Regions from separate parts of the Mus musculus genome. Here regions 2 and 3 are each linked to region 1. The links are chromatin contacts, called in public HiChIP or PLAC-seq maps. All regions are on one chromosome and are shown on one strand. Each heading gives the region's core, a stretch centred on a gene start, on an enhancer-like site or on the middle of the called end of the contact. The rest is flanking DNA. Distances are from core to core; before and after follow the strand shown.

What was found. HiChIP or PLAC-seq counts read pairs in DNA pulled down with a chosen protein or histone mark.
Region 2: an H3K27ac HiChIP or PLAC-seq map of embryonic stem cells shows a contact between it and region 1, with 5 times the contacts expected there. The contact joins the promoter of Peg10 here to the enhancer-like site in region 1. A contact is called at or near these places in 2 of 39 promoter capture datasets (cranial neural crest and hippocampal neurons) and 4 of 115 datasets of contacts at active chromatin or transcription factors (astrocytes, embryonic stem cells and forebrain).
Region 3: an H3K27ac HiChIP or PLAC-seq map of epiblast stem cells shows a contact between it and region 1, with 4 times the contacts expected there. The contact joins the promoter of Casd1 here to the enhancer-like site in region 1. A contact is called at or near these places in 4 of 39 promoter capture datasets (the 3T3-L1 cell line, HPC-7-derived erythroid cells, embryonic stem cells and 1 more), 1 of 484 Hi-C or Micro-C datasets (embryonic stem cells) and 3 of 115 datasets of contacts at active chromatin or transcription factors (embryonic stem cells, epiblast stem cells and large pre-B cells).

The regions. Positions count from the first base shown.
Region 1 is chr6:3,557,498-3,562,554 of GRCm38.p6, reverse strand. It overlaps Vps50 (VPS50 EARP/GARPII complex subunit), which reads right to left. Exons shown (of 28, transcript NM_024260.5): 17 at 197-287. It overlaps Gm52885 (predicted gene, 52885), which reads left to right. Exons shown (of 3, transcript NR_168043.1): 3 at 186-422. Among named protein-coding and RNA genes, the nearest start is that of Gm52885, 11 kb to the left of the region's middle. Within about 2 kb of position 2,299, at least 23 of the 459 cell types and tissues checked have an H3K27ac peak or open chromatin away from gene starts, as enhancers often do. A contact at or near this core is called in embryonic stem cells and epiblast stem cells, where this site is marked.
Region 2 is chr6:4,745,404-4,750,460 of GRCm38.p6, reverse strand. It overlaps Peg10 (paternally expressed 10), which reads right to left and starts at 3,155. Exons shown (of 2, transcript NM_130877.2): 1 at 2,883-3,155. It overlaps Sgce (sarcoglycan, epsilon), which reads left to right and starts at 3,257. Exons shown (of 11, transcript NM_011360.3): 1 at 3,257-3,481. The coding sequence starts at 3,373.
Region 3 is chr6:4,598,969-4,604,025 of GRCm38.p6, reverse strand. It overlaps Casd1 (CAS1 domain containing 1), which reads right to left and starts at 3,115. Exons shown (of 18, transcript NM_145398.4): 1 at 2,725-3,115. The coding sequence starts at 2,857.

The DNA.
Region 1 (5,057 bases), core at 1,050-3,549:
GAAGGGAGTTTTACAGGCCAATCAGTGGATAATTCCTACAAAAGGGCCTGCTAGGAATGCCTTTCATGGATTGAAGCTTGGCACTGTTCTTTACTTTGGTTGCTTTATAAATGCTCTCACATAAGTTTCTGCTACTAAGACAAAAGCTCAAATAGTAACTAAAAGACACATTTCTTTGTTCACAGGAAAAACTTACATGAAGCTGCAAGATGCTAAAATTTGACTTAACAGGGCAAAGCTCCCATGTCTCATTCTCTAAGAACATTCTCAGTTCATCAAGTCGTATCCTGAGGAAAAGAAAATGAACAGTCGAAAGGAAGAAAGGGGCAGGGAACGCATAAACTCAGGAAACAAAATTATCATCATCATAATCACAACTCATTCAGATTAGCACAATAAACTACACACGCTGGCTTCTGTTAGCTCTCCTATGTTCCTTAAGAAAAAACAAAATATGTCAAATGTTTACTAAGCTAAATATTTTTAACACAGTGTAAAAATGAGGTGAGAAATATAATTATTAAGGACCCGATATAAAACCTGTCACTAACTCATGCACTTAAATTTGTCTTAACTAATCAGGCACCAATGCCAAAATAGAGAAACAACTAGCGGGTTATACAAATACAAGTATTTATTCATTAGTGTATCATAAATATGTCAAGTGTCCGACTACTAAGCAAAAATAGCAAGGTAACCATCATTCTGCACAGCTCTTTGACTTAGTGCCCAGCACCACAATGCACTTAACACTTGGCGGGTCAGCACTTACACTCCAGATACTCCATTAACCGCACACAGTACAGTACACTCAGTCGAGATACTCCAGTAATCGCTCACATCAGACTCTCCACTAACTGCACACAGTACACTCACAGTCAAGATACTCCACTAAAGGCCCACATTAGATTCTCCAGAAACCGCCCACATCAGATACCCAACTAAGGGCCCAGAGTACACTCACACTCTGGATACTCCACTAACTGCCCACATTTCATGGACGTTTTTTATACTACTGGTCTCACTTTATGTCTTAAGTCATCATGACATTATATAGGAAGATGCAGAGAAACAAAACTTTATTTCTATTTGAATAAAAGGCCAGTATTTCATTAGCTGTTGCTACCATGCTAAAACAAAATCTAGACTTTTTAAGAAACCAAGATTTGAAGATGAAGAGAAAACAGATGGACCTAAAAGAGGAACAGCTCTAAATATTGGGATTAACTGAGCAAGGACTACAGCTGATCAATATTCTCAACAAAGTTATAGGCTACAAAATAAACACTTAAAAAATTAGTGGCTATCATATATATATGAATTACAAAAACACTGAGAAAGAATCAAGGACAGAACGGTGAAATTTACTATCTCCATCCCCCTGAAATTTTGTAATACACATAACCAAGCAGTGAACAATACTTTGTACAATGAAAAAAGTTAAGATGATGAACAAAGGAGCTGAAAACATCCCAGATGATGGAAGGATGCTCCATGCCCACGGCTTAAGAGAATTAATATTGTGAAAATGGTCATCCTATCAAAAGTAATTGACAGGTTCAACAGAACCCTATGAAAATTCCAACGAAATTTTTCACAGAAATTGAAACAAATCTTAAATTTCATATGGAAACACAAAAGAGCCAGGAACTGGCTCTGTTGGAGGTATCATCACTACCAACTTCAAGTTATGTATTTCAAATAGTTTCAATGATAACAAAAAGGCCAGACATCATGTTAGATATATGCCTGTAGCTATACCACTCACAAGGCTGAAGCAGAAGAATTATCAATCCTAGGTCCTGCGCTGCCTGAGTAACATAGACTTTATTTGAATAAATACAATCATTTTTAAAGCCAAGAAACAAATAGACACTTGAGAACTGAAAGGAAGATTTCAGTTAAAGCCTGACTGGGAAAAGCTTTAGACATACTTCCGCACAGAAGATATACAAAGAGCTAATAAGCACACATAAAGCTAGCAGCATCTTTATTCATTAAGGAAATGCATATTGAAGCCACAACAAAATACCACTTACATCTACTAGGACAGTTACAAACAAAAAGAGAGAAAGCTAAGCAAGTGCGTGGAAAAGCTAGAAGCCCCATACAATACCACTACAAATGTAAGACAGTGGTGACTAATGGGTTAGAAAACAGTTCCACCGTTTCTCAAAATGTTAAAGTCACCACAGAACCAAATGTTAAACATTGCTACCACAGAAGGAAGCAATTTCTGTCTGCAGGCTAGTTCCCTGCGCAAATCACCACAAACTGAGTGCCTTAAAGCTCTGGCGGCAGGAAGTAAAACATGGCAGCAGTCTGCACTGTTACACACACAGACTGGTGTAGGGGAACCTAGAGAGCTGTTCTTGCTCCAACTGGCCGCAGCACTCCCTGCAGCCTCCTGGCCACAGCACTCCCTGCAGCCTCCTGGCCACAGCACTCCCTGCAGCCTCCTGGCTGCAGCACTCCCTGCCTTGCCCTTCACACTGCTTTTCCACGCAGACAAACTTGTCTTGTGTCTCAGTGAAATCTCTGCCACTGCCTTCCTCTTAACTTGTGATGGTATTTAGTGCCTCCCAGATAATAAGGTGTCTTTGCTATCATGACACATGTTGAAAAAAGGATTGGTGCTGAAGCTTGAACACTTTTTCTGTGTTTATGAAGTACAATTTGGTGGAAAAAAAACAGGCATATAATAGAGCCTGTCTCGAGTAATTTTAGTCAATACAGGTGTGCACACTGGTACTGTTGCTGAGCTGCCTGTCAAGTTAATCTTGCCTTTGAAGGAACTGCTCCCAAGTGGCTTTTGTGAACACTTTCTAAGTGACAACCATTAGAAATGTTATACTCAATAAATAAACTACAAAGGTCTAGGTTTTGGTTTAAACATTAGGGGAAAAATCCGCAACAACCACTTTTTGCTGTTTCACCTGTGATAGTCTTTGTTACATAAAATGTAGCAAGAAGAAAGGATAACTGGGAAAGCAACAGTTATGGAGGCCAGTCCCAGCCACCTCACTTTACAACTGGTCCAGTCACAGCCCTGAGAGGTTGCACAGCTGCCCACTACCTGAGAGTTGGCACACTACAGGGCAAGAACCTGAGCCTCTTCTCTCCAGTTCTGACAACACAGTATAGCCTCATCAAAGAAAAGCAGGCTCTGCACATGCGCCTAAGAAGCCCTGAAACTATGAAGAATTGTGTGGAATTTTGATGGGGATTGCATTGAATCTGTAGATTGTTTTTGGCAAGATGGCCATTTTTACTATATTAGTTCTGCCAATTCATGAGCATGGGAGATCTTTCCATCTTCTAAGGTCTTTAATTTCTTTCTTCAGAGACTTGAAGTTCTTGTCATACAGATCTTTCACTTCCTCAGTTAAGAGTTCCACCAAGATATTTTATATTATTTGTGACTATTGTGAAGGGTGTTGTTTCCCTAATTTCTTTCTCAGCCTGTTTATCCTTTGAGTAGAGGAAGGCTACTGATTTGATTTAATTTTAAATCCAGCCACTTTGCTGAAGTTGTTTATCAGGTATAGGAGTTCTCTGGTGGAATTTCTGGGGTCACTTAAGTATATGATCATATCATCTGCAAATAGTGATATTTTGACTTCTTCCTTTCCAATTTGTATTCCCTTGATCTCCTTTTGTTGTCTAATTGCTCTAGCTAGAACTCCGAGTACTATATTAAATAGATAGGGAGAGAGTGGGCAGCCTTGTCTAGTCCCTGATTTAGGTGGGATTGCTTCAAGTCTCTCTTCATTTAGTTTGATGCTGGCTACTGGTTTGCTGTATACTGCTGTTACTATGTCTAGGTGTGGGCTTGAATTCCTGATCTTTCCAAGACTTTTAACTTGAAGGGGTGCTGAATTTTTAAATGCTTTTTCAGCATCTAATGAAATGATCATGTGGTTTTTTTTTCTTTGAGTTTATTTATAGAGTGCATTTCCATATTCTGAAGCATCCCTGCATCCCTGGCATGAAGCCTACTTGATCGTGGTGAATGATCGTTTTGATGTGTTCTTGGATTCAGTTGGCAAGAATTTTATTGAATATTTTTGCATCAATGATCATAAGGGAGATTGGTCTGAAGTTCTCTTTCTTTGTTGGGTCTTTGTATGGTGTAAGTATAAGCATAATTGTGGCTCCACAGAATGAGCAATTTACAAATTCATTTGGAATTAAAAAAAAAAAAAACCCAGGATAGTGAAAACTATTCTCAACAATAAAAGAACGTCTGGGGAAAATCACCATCCCTGATTTTCCATCCCTGATGGAGGGGAAGGGGAAGGGGGAAGGGGGAGGAAGAAGGGGAAAGGAGAAGGGGAAGGAAGAAGGGGAAGGAAGAAGGGGAGGAAGAAGGGGAAGGAAGAAGGGGAAGGGGGGAGGAAGAAGGGGAAGGAAGAAGGAGAAGAAGGGGAAGGGAGAAGGGGGAAGGGGAAGGAGGAGAGGGGGAGGAAGAAGGGGAAGGGGGAAGGGGAAGGAGGAGAGGGAGAGAAGGGGAAGGGGAAGGAAGAAGGGGAAGGGAGAAGGGGGAAGGGAAAGGAGGAGAGGGGAAGGAAGAAGGGGAAGGGGAAGGGGAAGGAGAAGGAGGAGGAAAAGTGCCGCAGACCCTCTGGGTCCCTTTGTCTGCGTGGAACAGGTCTCTAGTTGCAGTTGGGCAAGGAGTCAGCGGAAATGACAGACAGATGCACACAGGAGATTTTGTAGAATCTGAATGTAATTTGTCAAGTCAAGCACCAAACTTTTTAAACAGAAGAATAACAAGAAACCAGGCGAGATACATCCAAGTTACAGTGACACATTTCAAAAGGAATGTAAACATCAAAAGAAGGCAGGGACCAGGCTGCTGCCACTAAGAAGGGAGCCAGGTGTAAAGCTAGTCTATTGTTAAGCCCACCACCAGGGGTTCTGCTCTAGCAGATATTCTCATGAATACTGCAATACCACAACCCCCTATTTCCTGGGCCCTGATAATTTCTTGTATGAGTGTAACTTACGTATCTGTGGAGAATCTCCATTTGTCAGAAGAATTCACCAACTTACTT
Region 2 (5,057 bases), core at 1,906-4,405, 1.2 Mb before region 1:
TAAGCCAGTTGTAACCATTTCTGTCCTGCAATGTAACCACCCTGTTATATCACATGAATTTGAAATGTCAATATGTAGCATTAATAACCCACTTGCCCCAAATTTAAATTAGCTTTTTATGAAAAAAGCTAATTACTTGGGACACCAAATAATTAGCTTTTTATGAAAAAAGCTAATTACTTGGGATAACAAATAATTAGCTTTTTATGAAAAAAGCTAGTTATTTGGAATATAATTTAGTTGGTTCATATTATAATTACAGCTTACAATACTGAAGTTCAAAACCATACTTTTTTAAAAAGAAACTTTTAAATGTGTTTTCAAAAGGGCCAGCAACTCAACTCAGGACAGCAAAGCTCCTTAAGAAAAAGGAACAAAATTTCAAAAAACTTGAAGTCCCGCAGCAAGACAATGAATAATTAATTTATTCTGGCCATTTAACACACATTTAATAAATCCTTACTATGTGCCAAGCACACTTTACTATATGTAGGCAGGTCAGCCAGGGCTAATCACCTAGAATGTTTAAGAAATAACAAAAACAACAACAACAACAATGACAAACCTTTTCTATTCTAACAAACATCTCTCTCAGAAGCCAAGCCATGACACTAAAGCCCCTGAAAACTCCTAAGAAACACAGTGCTAGTCACCTCTGGCTTTGTATTTTCCAAAGCATTTAATTCCAGGAAGTCCAATGGTGTCTTGATCAAATAATTAAATATGAAAATATTTTTAAATTTAATTTTTAATTTAAAATAAGTAATTGCCTTCATTGCTTCAAGGCATCAGTTAGGCCTTTTTAAAAGTTCCCATATCCCCCACTATCAGGAGTTTTAATTGTGGGATCTTTTTATTTAATAATGCAATGCACTTATTAAAAGTGCTTATGCATGTTAGGTATACTTATTATTATTGTTGTTAATTATTCTTATTATTCTTCTATTTACTAGACACCTGTGGACAAAAAATAAAACCGCGCAACAGAGAAACCGCAGGGAGGCGGGGCTGTGCAGCCAGGCTCAGACAGGCAGAGGCGCACATGCGCACTGGAGGCAAACCTGAAGGGAGGGGTTGCAGCCCGCATTGCGCAGGCGCAAGCAGGCTGGGGGAAGGCGGGGCTCTGGGCCACCTTGGAGGAGCTCTGGGAGGAGCTGAACAGTAAGAGAGGCGGGGCCTTGGGGGCGGGGGCTAGGCAGGCCACCTCAGAGGAGGCGGGCCTTGGGGGTGGGGACCAGGTAGGCTGGCTCTAAGGCGTCAGCACTTGGGAGGTTGGGCCTGTGGAAGCATGTTCTGGAAAAGCGCGCGACAGGCGAGGCGCGCGGCCTCTCTGCAGATGAGGCAAGGCTAGATGGGCGGGGCAGGTCTGAGACTGGCTACAACAGGGCTGCAGAATGACTGCATGCCTCCCCCCGCCCCCCTACCTCCCCAGACCCCTCCCACCAGCTCCCAACCACCAGATCCCTTCCGTGCAGCAAGAGTGAATCCCCCACCTCCCACCGTCCCATCATCTCCCACCTCCCATCATCTCCCACCTCCCATCATCTCCCACCTCCCACCTTGGCTTCGTGCCCACCCAGAAAACCGGACAGTTTCCACAAACTGTTGCTGGACACCCATTCGTGTCCCCAAGTCCAGTGCACCGTCACCGTCACCTCAATCAATCACCACTAGACAAGGCAGGCCATTCCGCCATCTCCAAAATCCAGCACCCCTCCACTCCACTGCCATAAGCAGGAGTTACGTGGGCAGAATGTTAAAACCAATTTTGGCCTCCCAGGGCTCCATTTTGTTTACCACCAGCACCACCACCATCATGCAGATAGCCGTCCGACAGGAAAACGGAGCCAGTTTTGACCCGAAAGGTGAACTGTGTTGTCCCCTCACCAAGGAGAGATACGTTCTCTCGTCTTCCCAACGCTACTTTCTGTGTCACTTAAGAGGCTGCAGGTCTTATGCCTGTGCCGCAGTTTGTAGCGCATTTTCTAAATTCACTCTTGTTGCGCTTTTGCGTTTGGTTACTCTCCTGCAGCTTTCCAAATTGAATACGTGAAACACGAATCGGTTTTGGGTATCACCGTAGTTCGGGCTGGTTTGTGGCGCATGAAGCGCCCCGTTCGCCCCGTTCACAGGTTCGCCTGTTCGCCCGTTTCATTTGCTCGTTCGTACGCTGAAGCGCATGAAGCGCCCATTAGTACAGTGAAGCGCATGGCGCGCCCATTAGTACAGCGAAGCGCATTAAGCGCTCATTAGTACATCGTAGCACATGAAGCGCCCATTAGTACAGCGAAGCGCATGAAGCGCCCATCAGTTCGTAGCGTGTGAAGTGCCTATGAGTATTTTGTAGCGCATGAAGCGCCTATGAGTATTTTGTAGCGCATGAAGCGCCTATGAGTATTTTGTAGCGCATGAAGCGCCTATGAGTATTTTGTAGCGCATGAAGCGCCTATTAGGATTTTGTAGCGCATGAAGCGCCCGTTAGTTTATCACAGCGCAAGACGCGGCCGTCTGCAGTGCAATCCGTTCGTAGCGCGGCACTTAAGAGTGCAGAGCCAGTCACTTTGCAGCGTATTTGGGGAGCTCATCACAATTCGGTCAGTAGCTCATGTGCGTCTGCAGCTCATCGCTGTCCGCAGCTCATGTGTCTACCGACCATTTCTGGACGCGAGTCGTGGAAACCGAATTCGCGGACCCGAAGCCGTGAAGACTTGCTTTCCACGCTCTCGTCTCAGGATCTGGCCACTGAAGGCTTGACAAAATTTGCGAGGAGATATTTTGGGGGGCGCTACTTTTATCTCCCGCAGCTCCCGATGTAAAACGGGGATTGCGTGTGACCGTTTTCTTGGAGTTAAAAAAAAAAAAAAAATCCTAACCATACTCACCACACGAGGATTCCTCTGCGATGCCACGAAGGATGAGGGGTCCCGCGACGGCCCGGTCCACTGGGTGACCGCGGTCCGGAGAAGGCTCCGGACCGCAGCCCGCGCAGCAGACCTAGGCGAGGCTCGGTGGACCTTCTCGGTTGGCTGCTCTCCCCAGGTCGTAGTTGGTCAGGATTCTTCGACACACACCAACTCAAGTTGGAAACGCGTGTATCGGGAGTCCGGACTGCTTGCCTTATATAGAGAGATCCTAGGAGGGGGGGCGCCAAATCCCAGCGTGCTTCGCGAGCAGCGGGGGCGGAGGGGGGCGCGTGGGCGGGCGCCTTGGGGGATGGGGTGGGGGCGCGGCATGCACTGCTTTGGCCCGCCGCTAGGGGCAGCATGGGCTCAGGAAGGGGGGGTGCGCGATGCTGAACTGGCCAAGCTGGGAGGAAAAAAAGAAAGGGAGGGGAGGGGAGGATCGAGGACGGTTGGCTTAGGCAGGCCAAGAATGCTATTATTCTGGTGGTGGGAGCTGGGAGACCCTTGTGCTTGGACGGGAAAGGGTCGGGGGACACTCAAGATGAGCCCCGCGACCACTGGCACATTCTTACTGACAGGTTAGTGGCCTGCGCGCGACATGGAGGTTCAGGGGCCCACAGGCCGCCGCCTCACACTCCCCCACTCGGGTTCCGGGGTACCAGGGCGTGCCCAAAGGGTGCTAGTCCCGCTCTATGCCCAATGCCTCCCCCTCACAGCACCCCTCTTTCAGGACACCCTGCAGCCCACCTTTTGGGCCAAGTGGGTCCCTCCCCAGGCTTGACCCCTGGCCTTCTCTTTCTCTCTGCACCCCCACGGCCCCTCCCTGTCCAGCAGGGCAGGAATTCAGCTCCAGTTTCCATTAAGAAGGGCGCCCCTCCTCGCCCCCCCAGCCTAGTGGTGGACATCTTCTGATCCCTGAAACAGACTTGGGGGGTCGTTGCCCCTCGGGGTGGGGATGGGGGTTTTATCCCACAATTGAGACTCCCTGGCCTAGATGTGAACCAAAGGACATGTCTGGCCAGCTGCTTTCTCTCTTACACAAAGATGTACATCTTTTCTCATTTTCTGGGATCTGGTTGAGAGAGAAAAAGACCACCAAAATGTGACATTTAAAAGATCGAAGCCCCCCCCCCCCCGCGCGCTTTTTTTTTTTTTTTTTTTTTAAAGCATATTTCCTGGTGGCGCGAACCTGATTTTTCCTTAGGTTTTACCGAACACGGAAGCAGGATCATGAAATTCTGGGAGCCAAACGGCGGTGTGCAGGTCAGGGTCAACCATGGCTGGGGGCCAGAGATGCTGCAAACAGCACCCATTGCCCTACTAAATACGTTACGAAGGGAAAGCAAGAACAATTGAAAACAGCTGTGGATGCTTCCAATGTTCTTGGCGGGCTTTGGAAGCCTTCAGCTACGGACTTTGTGAGGTTTACACGGAGACCTCAGCTTCCCCCCCCACCCCGCGCCGTTTTATGTTTCTAAATCTTGTGGGTGAATGAATGTTTTGGGGAGCAGTAACTGTAGGTTCAAACCTTTGAAACAGGTCACCGAGACTCAGCTCCAAGCATTTCCTTGGCTTGAAACATAAACCTGTAAATTTTTTTTGTTTGTTTGTTTGTTGTTGTTGTTTTGTTAGAGAAATTTGCAAAGGAACAAGGCATTCAAATACTGACTGGGAAAGGATGTTAAATAAAACCTTAATTCGGATTCCCACCTAAGCTGCTCAAAGTCTTAGGTGCTGAGAAAATTAACAATCTGTTGCTAATCTTTGTCAAAAAAGTTAAGGTTAAAAGGAAAATCAAATTGTCTACAACTGAGTTAGATTTATAAATCACAGATGAAACATATTTGTTTTTTAAAGACTAAAACTGAGCATATTTCAGCAATACTTCTGCAGCATTTTTTTTCCTTAAAGGAAAAACAAGACTTTGACCCATTGTGAACGACAGGACCCTGCGCTGTACAAAGCATTAAGCTTTTTAGCACTAAGCAAAACTCATTCATTTCCTGGGAATCTACTTATTAGAAATTAAATGTTGACCTCCAGAAATAAATAAGTGCAGATTTCCAAGAGCAAAGGACATTTATCTAGGAAATTGGGCGAACATAATCATTACTTTTAATTTAAAAGTGTTTATCCTTTTCTGCAAGACAGACT
Region 3 (5,057 bases), core at 1,866-4,365, 1.0 Mb before region 1:
TTCTGTGAAGGCAACATTTGAGTGAAGCATTAAAAGAGAGAGAGAGAGAGAGAGAGAGAGAGAGAGAGAGAGAGTGAGTCCTGGAATATTTTCTTTCAAGAGAAGAGAGAATTTTGTAGGCAGAGAAAAGCAGGAAAAGCAAAAGTGTTTGTACACTGTAAGCTCAATGCTTAGGAAGATTGACAGGGAAGCCAGGTACCAAAAGAATGCCATGGTTTTAAGTTCTATACGCGTGACCTCTAGAAAATCATCTCTTGGTCTGAAAGCAAATGGGACGATGCTCTGCTTCTAGTAAATCAGTAGTTCTAAAGTATCGAGCACTAGTGATGAAGTTCATCTCTCAGAGCTTCCACCCAGCTCTAAGAAAGGCAGTCTGTAACACAATGGCACCAGGCAAGCTGACTGGTACTAAATCATAGCTCAGCCACTGACTAGCTGTATGTTCTCAGGCAATTTGCTTAACCTTTCTGGCTTCATCTTTAAAATGTAAATAATTCTCTAATTCACTGAATCTAAGACACATCATTATTTTTTCATACAGGAAAAAAATGTTACCAATTAAACTTTGACATGCAATCAAAGTTTTAAAGACTCTTCTTGATTACAGAAATGTTAAGGGGTGGGGGGATGAAACACCGTACCTCCTAGAGGCTCTAAAGACAGAATGAATTACGAAAAGCCCTTAAACACTGCCTGCATACAGTAAGTGCTCAATCTAATGCACGGTTTTGGGAAGCTTTACTTTCTAATAATTCTTTGAAGTGGAGTAATTTTCAAAGCAAGAGGTGTGTGTGTGTGTGTGTGTGTGTGCATTTGATGCATGTTCATACTCACACACCCAAGATCTTAGCATTTCATGTCCTTTCCACTGTTCGTCTAAGAAACTCCATTCTTGTTCCAAATGATTCTATGTGAATCAAGCATATATGCATATCTGCGAAAGGCACTGCACCTGACATGGTTTGACACTGCCAGGGCAAAAATGTTCCTGGTAAGATGTTTAGTTTCTCCTGCACAGACTCTGGTTCAAGTTCCTGATATTCAATCTGGACAAGCACATATGACAGGTGTACTGCTTCACACTCAAGGCACTGAAGCACCTTTGGAAACTCACAAGTCCCTTCTGGAGGAGGCTTTACAACCTGACTCATAAGGCCCCATCTGACATTCTATTTTCCTCCCGATGATGACAGACCTTGGCAAGATGCAAAATATAACCTAAATTTAAAAATTAGTATTCCACAAGCTTAGCAAAAGACAAGAAGCACAATAAAAAGACAAGCAGGCAGGGCACAGTAGGTTTACATTTGGGACAACATTGTAGTCATAAACTTTAGCTCCATTGACATCACAAACACAAAGTTGAATTAGATGACAGTCATCTCATATCAAACTAGCATAAAAAGATTAATCACATTTAAAAGAAACATGTTCTCTGAGTTATCAACAGTTGGTTCATCAGTACTGCTAATTGTGTTGTATATATGAAAATGTAGGCTTTCTTGATGTCAGCAGTAAGAAGCCAAGGCTCTGATAGGTCATCTGCTATGAATCTGTAGAGGACTGGAGAATTAGCCATAAGGATCTTTTTTAATTCAATTAAGCTATTTGTAAGATAATATATTTAAAAGATACAGCTATGATACTAAAGTTTAAGATCTGGAAAACTCAAGAGTAGGTAGAAACAAACCATCAAGTTTGACCAAAATGGCCTCCACTTTGAGAGATCATGTGAAATGGGAATACAGCCGAGACTCTAGTACTCTCGTGACTGGGCTGTACAGTATAAATGGGCCCAGCGCTAATGTGCACGTGGCTGTCACATTTGTCTAATTATCTCACAGTCACCAAGAGCTGTCCATATAATGACTTTTAGGATACCAAAGGTCAAAACCAAAAGATCCTATCATTATAATTTCCCTCCTACTGTCAGTGACTGTCCTGGTGGCATTTATCGTAAGGAAAGGGGAAAAAAAATCAATCAAAAAAACAAGCAAATATCCCTTGACAACTGAAGGATAATTCCTTCTGAGAAGAGTTCATTGGTTCCTTTCCAGCTTTCCACCAGTATGTAAACCCATATTGAAGGCCAGCTTTCAAAAGGCTTAACTATTTGCTTCGCCCGCTCACGTCTAGTCCGGTCAACTCCTTAACTCCTTTAAGAAACAAACAAAAACCAAAATCCTGCCTCAGTGTCTTTATTTGTAAAAACAAAAACAAAAACTGTGCAACCCAAACTCTTGAAAAGTGTTTGAAAGGCTGGTGGCACCTCCTCCACGGGAGGGAGGTGGGCCATGGGCATCTTTAGCCACACTGGCCCTTTTGGCAAAAGTAAGCAGGGCGGCCCAAGCCGCTGTCCAACCGTTGGGCCCTGAAGTGGCAGGGCAGGAGGCAGACCCCACGGGCGCACCGTGTGCGACCCCAGCATCCGGGAGGCGGTGCCGCCAGGGCTGCCCCCGGGGGCCCCTGGTTCGACCTCCTGCACCGGGGCGCGGGGCCGGGCGCGCCTCCGGAGCCCCGCTCCAGCAGGAGGTGGCCCCGAGAGCGGGAGGCTGGGGGCAGGGGCCCGCAGGGGTCGGCCCGGGCACGTGGGGCGCCGCGGGGCCGCGGGAGGCCGCCGGCGCGTGGGCGTGCTGCGGCGGGGGGCGGCCTCCCGCGCTCGGGGCCGCGGCGCCGCCTCCCCCCGGGCCGAGCCGGCCCGGGCCGGGGGGAGGGCCGGCTCACCTCGGTAGCGGCGGGACGCGAGGTGGCACGCTGCGAGCAGCAGCACGGCCACCAGCGCCAGCACCTTGGCGCTCCTCACGCTGAAGTAGTGGTTGATCTCCCGCTTGCCCAGGTTGTAGGCCAGAGCCGCCATCTTGGTTCCTCCATGACAACAGTGCGCGGCGGAGCGGGGAAGGGGCGCCGCGCAGGGGCAGCACTGGGGCGGCGGGCGCCGTAGCCAGCCGAGAAGCGGCCGCCAGCTCCCTTGCCCGTCGCCCGAACCGCGGGCCGAGGGGTCCGAGCCTGCGGCCTCCGTGCCGCCGGCCTTCCCCGTGCCCTCGTCGGCCTCCCCCCAACCCCGCCGCCGTTGCTCAGCCGTGCCGGTGCCCCAGGCGCCCTGGCCGCCTGTCTCCTCCCCTTCCTCCTCCCTGGTAGCCTCCTGCCTTAATAGCGGCTGCGCCTGTGACGGGGGTCCGGATGCCCGGGGCTCCGGGGTCACCGGGCCCAGACGGGCCTCCGGGGTCACCGGGTCACTGGCGGCAGCGGGCGGCGACGGCTGCACAGGCATGGTGACTGTATGGGTGTTGGGGGGGCAGAGGGCCAGGGCCTGCAGCCCGGCCCAGATGTCAGCTCCGGGGCTATGCCCAAGTGGACTGGCAGCTACCTGAGCCCAGGTTAGGGCAATAGAACTACTGTTCCGGGAAAAAAAAGTACACTCCCTGCTTCCCCCATCACACCCTTTCTGGACTTTCTACTCTCTGCTCTCCCACGGTCGTGGGGCCTTAACGGCAGGCCACCCACGACCTGTCTGGCAAGTTCCTCTGCACCTAAGATGCTGGCCAGGTGTTGGGGTGGCTGTAAATCCGAACACCCAACTCAAGTGTAAGGCCCATGTTCACCGTTTAATACTCAACTGCCCAATGTGCTGTTTGTCCAGTTGCAGTGGGTGTAGATGCATCCTGTACAGTGTGTCTAAGTTGGTGTGGATGTCAGTATAAGAGCCCCTTTCTCCTTTATGTTTACACAATATCTTTGTTGACACTAAGGTTGGCCAGGGTAGCAGATTGGTTGCCTGTGGCAATCCTTAAACTTGGTTAATGTTTTGTGATTATCAATAGACCCAGCACTCTGTGTGTCCTTTGAAAAGCATTCTTATTCATACCCTTGGTCTTGAGTTGCCTTGTAGACAAGAATGGCTATTTGCATGTTGTGGTTAGAACAAGTAAGTCATTGTTGAGTTGGAGGTGTTGGCAAGTCTTCTTTACAACTTTTAGCCAACCCCAACCTTGTGCTTCCAGACCCTTCTCAACATTCTCGAATGTTAGAGAAAAGGGACTTAGAGATCCTGTCGAGTCACTCCCATCCTCTCCACTGAAGGATTTTTAAAATTATGTTTCCAGCCACAATCATCATATGATGATGAAAGATTCTTGTCGCTTAAATGAAATCACATACATCACTGTCATAGATATAATGCTAATAAGCAATAAAGTTAAATAAGTGTACAAACACTTAGGCACTGTTCCCTGCAAGTGGTCGCTTAATTTTGGCTCTTTCTTCTGATCTGAGGCTGATCACATGCTGGCAGAATTGAATCAGATACGACAACAACCAGATAACTGGGCTAACAATATGTGGCCTGCCAATCACATCCTAGACACATACTATGATGTCATCAACACCAAATTAGAATTTCTGATCCACCTTCAATAACCAGAGCTAACCCCCAGGGTTGGCCTAATGCTAGCCAAAAATAAAGAAACCTGACGTTGTACTTAGTTGTGCTTCCCAGAAGGCTTTCTGAGATACTGGGAAAATCTGGGAACCCCTTTGTCCTTTCCTCTGTGTTAAAGTTAACCCCTCTACCTATTTCTGCTTTTCCTGGTAGATATCTCCACATAAGATGGCCCTTTCCTGTGGCATCTATAAATGGTCCCTCTCTTAGCTGATGCCTTTCCACTGATAAATGTCCCTTTTTAATTAAAACCACCACTAGATTCTGTGTTCCAAGTTATTTGCTTCTTTGTTTCTTTTAGAAGGAGTAGCTACTTGAAATTTTCACTTGCTTGGTTCCCATTCTGTCCTGAAGAACTGAATGGTTCTTTGCTGGTGGTATGGGTATTTCTTGTTAAATCCAAAGGACTCTCCTCTTTCTCTCTCTCCCTCTCCGGCCCTCTTCCCCCCTCCCCCTCCCCTCCCCCTCCCTCTCTCCCTCTCTCCCTCTCTGCCTCTCTGCCTCTCTCCCTCTCTCCCTCTCTTCTCCCTCTCTCTCTCTCCCCCTCTTCTCCCTCTCCCTCTTCTCCCTCTCTGCCTCTCTCCCTCTCTCCCTCTCCTCTCCCTCTCTCCCCCTCTCT